2 separate regions of the Mus musculus genome follow, and region 1 is linked to region 2. The links are chromatin contacts, called in public promoter capture Hi-C maps. All regions are on one chromosome and are shown on one strand. The core of a region is the stretch at or near the end of the contact, and the rest is flanking DNA. Distances in the headings are between cores, read along the strand shown. Region 1 holds the start of Desi2 (desumoylating isopeptidase 2). Region 2 holds the start of Akt3 (thymoma viral proto-oncogene 3).

Evidence for each region. Promoter capture Hi-C pulls out the DNA fragments that hold promoters and counts their contacts.
Region 1: a contact with region 2 is called in a promoter capture Hi-C map of the HPC-7 cell line, with 2.3 times the contacts expected there. The contact joins the promoter of Desi2 here to the promoter of Akt3 in region 2. A contact is called at or near these places in 3 of 39 promoter capture datasets (the 3T3-L1 cell line, the HPC-7 cell line and pre-B cells) and 1 of 115 datasets of contacts at active chromatin or transcription factors (microglia).

The regions. Positions count from the first base shown.
Region 1 is chr1:178,184,261-178,189,186 of GRCm38.p6, forward strand. It overlaps Desi2 (desumoylating isopeptidase 2), which reads left to right and starts at 3,157. Exons shown (of 5, transcript NM_024282.3): 1 at 3,157-3,697. The coding sequence starts at 3,656.
Region 2 is chr1:177,247,171-177,252,013 of GRCm38.p6, forward strand. It overlaps Akt3 (thymoma viral proto-oncogene 3), which reads right to left and starts at 1,597. Exons shown (of 13, transcript NM_011785.4): 1 at 1,506-1,597. The coding sequence starts at 1,551.

The DNA.
Region 1 (4,926 bases), core at 1,907-4,406, 940 kb after region 2:
CTGTGGTTGGTTGCCCCTGTAATTTTGTGCCACTGCTGCCTCATTACATCATGTGTCTTGTAGCCAAGCTGCTACTGTGGCAACCAGGATTGCACCTAGGTGAGACTGATGGTTACCTTTCTCCTCTGGTATCATGACCAGTACACCTCAGTACCATGAACATGAGTCAGTAGGGAGGAAGCTTCTAGTTGGCCAACAGATCCATTTTTTTTAAAGAATTATTTATTATATGTAAGTACACTGTAGCTGTCTTCAGACACTCCAGAAGAGGGAGTCAGATCTTGTTACAGATGGTTGTGAGCCACCATGAGGTTGCTGGGATTTGAACTCCGGACCTTCGGAAGAGCAGTCGGGTGCTCTTACCCACTGAGCCATCTCACCAGCCCCAGATCCATTTTTGACATTTGATGACATAAGTGGTGCTTTTGGCCATAAGGCCTTTCTGTAAGGCTATGGAAAATAGGGCTGGCGAGATGGCTCAGCGGATATGAGCACTGACCAAAGGTCCTGAGTTCAAATCCCAGTAACCACATTGCAACCACAAGGTGGCTCACAAACACCTGTAATGATATCTGATGCTCTCTTCTGGTGCATCTGAAGTCAGCTGCAGTGTACTTATGTATAGTAATAAATAAATCTTTGGGTAGAAGGAAGCAGAGCCTGAGCTAGCAGGGCTGACACAAGTGAGCAGAGGTCCTAAAACTCAATTCCCAACAACCACATGAAAGATCACAACCATCTGTACAGCTACAGTGTACTCACATACATAAAAAATAAATCTTTTAAAAAAAGTAACCAAGCCAGGTGGTGGTGGCATACGCCTTTAATCCCAGCACTTGGGAGGCAGAGGCAGGCAGATTTCTGAGTTCAAGGCCAGCCTGGTCTCCAAAGTGAGTTCCAGGACAGCCAGGGCTATACAGAGAAACCCTGTCTCAAAAAACAAAACAAAACAAAACAAAAATAGTAACCAATAGACTTGGCAATAGTGTAATGTTAGAGTAATGTTAAATAATGTTATGATGCTTTTACAATAGTACATTTCCATATGGTTTTTCCAAAGGCTATTCATGTTAGTTGTCCTCCCCATATTGCCTTCTTTAGCCTGACCTCCCACCTCCTCCCCCTTTTAATATTTCTTTCCAGCTGCATTTTTTCAATATTTCCTAGTGCTTCAACCCTTAATTTCACATAGCCTATAGTCATCTGCAAAAGAAGTTCCAATTAACGGATTACCTTTATCAAATTAGCCTGTGGGTATTGTCTTAACTAATTGATATAAGAGGGCCCAGTATACCCTGGGTGTTACATCCCCTGGAGAGGTTGTCTTGAGTTTCTTAAAAAAGCTAGCCAAGCATAAACCAGTGATTGAGCCAGCAGGCACTGCTCCTCCAAGGTGCTTGCTTTAAGTTCCTGCCCTGTCCTGACTTCCTTCTGTGATAGACTGTGACCCCTAAACCTGTTCTGCCCTAAGCTGCTTTCTGTCAGAGCAGGTGTTATCACAGCAACAGAAAGACTGCCCAACAAGTCTCTAGGCTTTAAGTTCTACTGAAATGTTTATTTTAGTCAGATTAATGGTTGTGACTCCATTTCATTTATGCAAATGCCTACTCAACATCTCATGAGACTCTAAAAGGCACTGAAAATATAACATGACCTAACAGTAATTTCATTTCCCTTTCTAACCTGCTTCTCCCTCAAATGTTTGATATATTATGAATAACATACTATCTACCCAAATTTGTCAAACATCCAGGACCTATTTTTGAGACTACCCCTAACTCCCCCAACAAATTTAATGTCCACACTTTTTAATATAAGGCTGGTCACTAGACTCCCAAGATGAGGAAGAAACCAAGCCACAAATCCAAAGTGCCTTTTAAATCTCTTGCATTATATCTGTTAATAACCCATTGACCAAATCAAGCCAAAGCTTGCTAAAGACAGTAGAGAGAGGCATCAAAGGTCATATATAATTTGAGAAGCCACTTTTACAATTTACCACGTTAATGGTCATGTTTCTATTTCCCTTGCCTCATTAAAATTTCACACAGAAACTCAAGCAATTTTTAATTTTTTAAAGTTATTTATTTATCTGAGTACATCATATCTGTCTTCAGACATATCAGAGGAGGGCATCTGATCCCAAATATAGATGGTTGTAAGCCACCATGTGTTTGCTGGAAATTGAACTCAGGACCTCTGGAAGAGCAGCCAGTACTCTTAAGCATTGAGCTTTCTCTCTAGCTCTCAAGCAATCTTTTAAGAGACTTATGTACATATTCATGTCGTTCCTTGGCTCAAACCCTACCAACTCTTCATTTAAAATCCAACCTCAGAGTTTGGAGAGATGGCTTGCCCACTAAAAGTACTTGTTGCTCTGCAGAGGATCTCAGTTTGGTTCCCAACACTCAGGTCAAGCAACTTACAGCAGCCTATAACTTCGGTTGCAGAGCATCCCTGCCCTCTGTCCTCTTTGGTCACCTGCACCCCTTGCTGTCTTTGTCTCTGTCTTCTGTCTTTCTCAGTCTCTTTCACTCTTTCACACACAGAGACACACAAACACACACACAATTGATAAATCTAAAATGTAAAATAGATATTCAATCTCAGCTAACTGAAAACTCAGGATGTCTTCTGACCAGTTAACTGCCTGTCCACAGATCACCTCTTTGCTCATTATATTCTAGCCACAGAGAACTTTTATTTTGTTCCTTAAGTACAAAAAACATGTCTTATGTCTATGTACTTTTGTCTCCTCTAATTGGAATTCTTGGCTCTCTTATATTTGACTAGCTTTCTGTCATTCACGAAATGTGAATTCCGTTTTGAGGGTTAAAGGAGACTTTCTTACATCCTACTTTTACAAGGGTAACCTTCCTCCCTTTATTGCCTCACTTCTATATTTTCAAAAATTAAAAAAAAAGCAGAAGGGCTTTGGAAAACTTAGTCATCACTTCTTCACATTGCGTTGGATTCACATCTCACGCTACAAACACCAGAAACAGCACTGAAAACTAAAAGGCAAATGGAGTCTCTGCTCGCCAAGGACGAACAGCGAAGGTTCCCCTGACAAACTCTTCGCAGGACTTTCTGGGAACTGTAGTCTCCCAGGGAGACGTGAGTGCCTACAATATCCTGGTGAATGCTGGGATATGTAGTCAGACTGCTTACACGCCCAATAGGAATCGCGGGTTCTCCCTCTGCTTTCTGGGAACGGTAGTCTTTCTGCGACCTCGAGCCACCAGGGTGAAGAGGCATCCGGCCTGTCGCCATTTTAGGTCTCCAGCTGCAGAGCCTGAGAGCCTCAACGCGCAGGCGGGCTCATCCCTGGATCCTGGCCGGCCCCGCCTCCAGGGTGCCTAAAGCCCGCCCCTCGCCCAGGCCCCGCCTTCCCCCACGTGTCTGCGGCCGAGGGGAGGCGCCTGAGCTGGAGCTGCCTCTCCACCTGTCTGGCCGGGTCCTCGTACAGGTTTCTGACAGCGTCTCCCGGGAGCGGTCCCGGCTGCCGGATGCTTCCGCCCCGGCTGCGGTGGGCCGGGCTGGACGCTTAGTGCCCGGCTCGAGCCCTGCCTGAGGCGCCCGCGGGGGTGGCAGCGGCCTCCGCCCCGCGGAGACCGAGCGGCTGGAGGACGAGGCGGCGGCCGTGGGGAGAAGGATGGGGGCTAACCAGTTAGTGGTGCTCAACGTCTACGACATGGTGAGTGCGTCCCCTGGCGGCCCGCGCTGGCCGGCCCTGTCAGGGGTCGGGACCCCGGCCCGGTGCTTCCTGCCTCGCGCCTCCGCCTCCAGCTTAGTTCTCAGGGGTGGGGGGAGGGGACAGTCGCGCTGTCTTCTAATCCCGAGACTGGCCCGCGCGCCTCCTGGAGGTGTCCCAGTCAGTCCGAAAGAGGGCTTGGGCTCGAGCCTCGTCCCAGCCCTCAGCTCCCCTGGCTGTGGGCCCGACCCCTGGGCGGATGAGCCGTGTCCTATCCGCGAAGCTTCGGTCGCAGGGCGACCTCCCTCCCAACTGCCACCTGGCCTCTAAGCTGCTCAGCTCCCCTCTGCCCTGCTCCTGCTGGCCCTTGTCTGTCTCCAAATGCTCGAGGCTTCCGACAACTCTCAAGCCCTTCAAGTCTAGAAAGTCACAGCTTCGATGCGGATGCTAGCGTCTCCCCAGAGGTGAACCGGAGCCAATACACCCTCACCTCCAAGGCATCCTCATAAAAATGAAAGAAGCGAAAATTTATGTAGAAAATAGCGCCATTGAATTATTTAGCGATCACAGAGGTGATCCTAGAATCCGAAGGCCACTTTCCAGGTGATGCAACAGGTGGATGACGTGACCGCTAGAGAGGGAAAGACAGCCTTGTTTATTATGTCATCTAACTTTGAAGAACTGAAAACATTCAGGCTAGGGTTCAAAGGCTGGATCCCCTCAGGTTCCAAGTGCAATAATACCCCTAGAAGAAGCACCTGGTAGAGAATGATCGCCGCAGGGAGGCTACGTTTGGGTGTGTTCACTCTCCTTTGGTTACTTAATTTTTGTTTTGTAAAGGATAGCCTTCCCCTGAAAAGCCTGAAATTTCTTGGCTATGCATTGACACATGAAATTTCTCCAGCATTATTTCTGTTGGCTTAAAAGTACTTAGAAGAAATTCAACAGTAAGAAGTCTTGGCTCTTAATTACAGCTCTAAGCTCTTTCTTCTTTGTATTGTTTATAAATTTTTAAATGAACAGGGAGCTATTGATAGAAAAGGATTCCTCATGCTATATCTAGAAGTTAACGTTGACAGGGCATGGTCTGCTGGTAACTAGAAGCGAGGTTTCTCTTCTAGTAGGTTCCAGTGTAAGTCTGGAGATGAGAGGTAGAGTAACAGACTAGGAAAAGTTAATCATGAAGGGAAAAGTTGGATAACTGGAGCAGGAGATTCGAGAAGAGCATGCGT
Region 2 (4,843 bases), core at 347-2,846:
GTTTTATAAATTTAAACAGGCACTTACCATATAACCTGCAATCTTATCCTAGGTTATTACCAATACAAATGGAAACATCATGTACTCAATGTTCATAAAAACTTTATTCACAATATCCAGAGACAAACCAAATTTCTACCAAGTATTAAAAAGACAAAGCCAGGAGTGGTAAAACATGCCTATAACCCCAGTTCTCAAGAGACCTAGACAGGAGAATCATCAAGTTGAATAACTACCTGAGCTACATAGTAAGTCTAACTGCAACTTGGGTATAAAGTGAGATTCTGTTTCAAAAAGAAAATTAGTTAAAAATAAACAAATAAATGAAGAATAGTATTTCCTGAAGTAGTTCTTCTTTTCACATAAACGACATGGATAAAGCAGTGAAGTGTGAGTAGGAAAGAAACTAGACACAAAAGACCATGGGTTTTATGAGTCCACTGAACTGAAATCTTTGAAAATCATAATTATAGTAAGAGACAACACATCAGGTGATTGCCAAAGTTGAAAGAGAAGCAGTGAACTAAAAGCAACATGGAAAGAACTTTTTAGAGTGATAGAAATGTTCTATTTTAGGCCTGTAGTGTTTGTTACATCACCACAAATGTACACCATAAAAAGGCACAACCCATTAAAAGGGTTTTTTGGAATATTTATTGTATGTAAATTATAACTTGATAAGGCCTATTTTAAAATTCCATTTAAAAACTGACAACAGCTCTTTAGCCTAAGCATTAACCAAAGATTTTCAAAGAAATGAAAGTCAGTGGTTAGAGGTAACTTTCAACTCTCAAATAGGGCCAAAAGGATTCCTCAGTCTACTGAATCTGGCCATGTACGTAGACAGGTATAATTGCTGAGCAACTAGCCTAAAGTCCAGATCTCTAATAAACATATAGATTAAGTAAGGAGGTGATCACTCACATTATAAACTAAATTTTATAGCAGTTATTTAATAATAAAAATAATGCCTTTATCAAAAAAGAGTGGACAGGAAATATACAGTAAAAGTAGATCATGTAAACAAAAAATATAAAATTAAACAAAAAAAATCACTGTCCACATTTGAATTTTTATATAAGAGCTTTAATTTACCTAATTTATGGGTCTGTTTAGTCTAACAGTTTAAATGTAAGCCCTCGCCTTACTATATTAATTCTTTATGCTACCATACAAATTTACACAGAGCCATATTTTTATCTAAATATCAATATATCATTTATAGACACAAGAGTTCATTTCTATGTTAAATTCTGTAAAGTCTGTTGAATCTGAAGACATTATAGAAAAATACATTACTAACATGCATGCATGCAAAAATCTAACGTCATAATTATAAACTACAAAAAAAAAAGAATTAGAAGGAAATCCCTAAATAAGCAGACTCCTAACATACATGGTAAAGTTTCTTTCAGCCCTATCAGACAGCACTTCCCACTTGATTCAACAGCGCCAGAGGAAAGACCAACTCTCAGCACCCACTCACAGCTCAGCACTTAACTTACCCCTCTTCTGAACCCAACCTTCTTTCACAATGGTAACATCGCTCATGATGGCTCCCCTCTGAGCCCCCCAACTTGGAGAAATGGTGCTTTGCAGGTCAGTTTTAGGGTTTGGATTCGCTGCTGCTGCTGCTGCTGCTGCTGCTGCTGCTGCTGCTGCTGCTGCTGCTGCTGCTGCCGCCCTTCCCACTCTCTAGTGATGACTCAGCCTGGAAGGAAGTATTGAAGAAAGAATTTCTTTTTTTTTTTTCCATTCTTGAACTCACATAGCAATAACAAACAACTAAGTCTTTGTAAATGTCTTCAATTGGCCTGACCGCACATAAAGTCTAGCTTCTCAAACATGGGGGGATTAATAAATGGTTCTATGAATACACTGCTCTGGTCTTGTGGCAGATGTTAAATGATAGTGAAATATTTAACTTAAGAGACTGAAATTAAATGTCCTAACAAAATAACTGTCAGATCTACAAATATACAGAAAGCACATTTTGTACTGTGTATTTGGGATGAAGGGGAGAAAGAATGAAAGTTGAGTGGCCCACATCCCTTTAATTTCAAAAATCATTATAGTTTTAATTGCTTTATTTTATGTAAAATACAATGTTGCAAGAAACTAACATTCATATAATCTGCCTTGTTCTAAAAATATTTTAGGTAAATTACATTAAGTATACAACATTATTTCCTTGGGTAGATACAAAAAGTAGAACAAAGGAAATATAAAAGTAGAAAAGACATGCCAAAATTGTTCATCTGTCATTCTCTGATAATCTTTACAACTCTGTTAGGACACTCGGCCTTCATTTCACAGAACTGTGAGCCTGGGGCTCAAAGAGAATAACTAATTGCTAGATTTCAAGGTAGTAAGCTGTAGAGCCAAAATCTGAATTTGGAGTACCTCACTCCTAAATTGGCACTCTTCATTTCAAAACTCTACTTGTGAAAGTCAAAAATTTGGAATGAAATGTTTTAGGAAAACTGCTAATTCAAAACCATGATAGGTTTCAGTATTAATGTCTGTAATACAAAAAAGACGAGAGCTGCTGAGAAGAAAACAGTGTTTCCTAAGATATTAACCAGAAGTTTATCCCCTAGGTCTTTACATGATAACTTAGTAAAAGGTTTCTTCAAGGCATCCTTACATAGAGCAATAAGCTTAATGAACTGCACTATTATTGTCCCTACCAATCTAAGAGGGGAAATGTTGCCACAGAACTTTGTGAAAGTGCTTCCACATTTGCAAAAATATGGGCCAGATAACCAGTCTTAAGTGACACACAACATAAACTTTAAGTAAACAGAAAAAAAAAATAGGTACATAGACTAATTGTACTATTCTATGAAGTCGGACCTTCATAAATATGTATAGAATTAAATTCAAGGTTGAATTCCCAGATAGTACTTAACTAGATTACAATTCCTCTTCCAATACAAATTATGTGCAAATTCTACCCGTTCATCAATCAGTGACCAAAAATAGACATCCTCTATACAACCTGACAAAGGCTCCACAGAAGACCACCCTCTCATGGGCTCTGCACATATGTCATGCACAATACATAAAGACAGGGACAGGACTACTCAAAATCATAATTATGGGGATGTGTTGCTGCAGAATAAAGAAGGATACTGTAATCTGGGTCTCTTTCCCAAAATTATGATTGTTCGATAGAGTGTTGAACTAAAAGAAACTAGATAAAGTAAGTCCTTTGTTAAAGTTGTTTGGGAAATGTTTACAATTTTGTCCCCATGAAATATCTCTACTAACATTAAATATTCTAAAATAAGAGATAATTTACCAATAATTCCCACACTGAGTACTGACAGAGGAAGCAGTCATATTATTTAAAGTAATACCCAGTTCACATTAAAAACAATACAAACAGGAAAAAAAATAAAAGCTCTAGAGTATAGCATCAAAATATTTTATTTTGATTGACATCATATCGTGAAAAACCCAACTGACTACATATTATAGAGCTAGAAAAAAAATCGCTAGGAAAAAAGTTTGAAAGAAAGTGCTAACTCCATATAATGCATAAGGAATTGTAAGTTAAATACTAGAAAAGACTAGTGCAAATGCTGCCATCATAGCTGCACTGAGTTGTTGTCAGTTCTACTTTCACAAATGAGCTCCATCTCTAGTAAGATCGATCAACTGTTCACACTCATGTTCTCTCTCCCCCTTCTCTCTCTCTTTCTCCCTCCCTCCCTCTCTCTCAAGTATATAAGCTGAAGGAAAGAGAACCTGTATCATTCTTAGGAGTAAAGGTAGAATAAATAGATATAGCCAATCAATACTTCCAATTAAAATAAACTATATTGGAATATCCTTATGAAGAACACTAAGAGAATATAAGTCTTCCTGAAATTGAACCAGATCGATCCAAATCAATGAATCTTATAATAGACTTTTTCTGAAAACTAGATTCTGGGAAGGAGGGAGGGAAGAAGGGAGAGAGAGAGACAGACACACACACAGAAAGAGAGAGAGAGAAAGAGAGAGAGAGATCAATGCTTATATTAGGATTATATTTTTAAAATGTACACTAAGTTAAAACAAACTTTATCAAGGTCACTGACCCTAACTAAGTATTAGAGGTCGTCTTATTCCACTGTACCTTAAACAGTTCCTAAATTCTATCCATAATCACAATATGCAACTTTTAAAATTATTCCTGTGTCTAATGGCGAAAACGGTACCATCTTGAAACAAAACTTTAAAATGTAATTATTGGATTAGCAGTATGTTGTCTTTTCTATGTAAAAGCAATGCTATTGGCTCCTACACAGTACACATACTGATTTCTCCTGTTCCAGTCACCTACATTCTCCAGTCTCCAACAGTTATAAACAATAGTTTACAAGATGCGCCATGTTGTCACCTGTTTCTAATGGTAAAGCAAGCTTCACCCTCCTTCCATAGTAGCTTCTGTAGAAATATGATCTCCAGTTAACATAAAATATGGTTTATTTTTAAGTCAACTGCATTTAATATTTCAATGCTAGATAATCTAATTTTTATCATTCCTTTTTATAAAAAAGTTACGCACAAAATTCATAGTAGATTCAATAGTAAAGAATTTTCACTCATGATACACTATTACAGAATTTGATGATTATAACTTCATTTGAATATCATTTTATAATGTACAAAACACTCCCCATATTTAATTCCATTGTATCACAACATAAATTATTAAAGCAACTTGACTATGTCTGGCACTTATTCAACAAATAGAGAATTAGTGAATAAGTAGATGAATGAACAAAGATGTAAAAGCTTTGGATAACAAGGAATAAATAAACTAAGCAAACAAGTTTAGGTCAACAGCAGC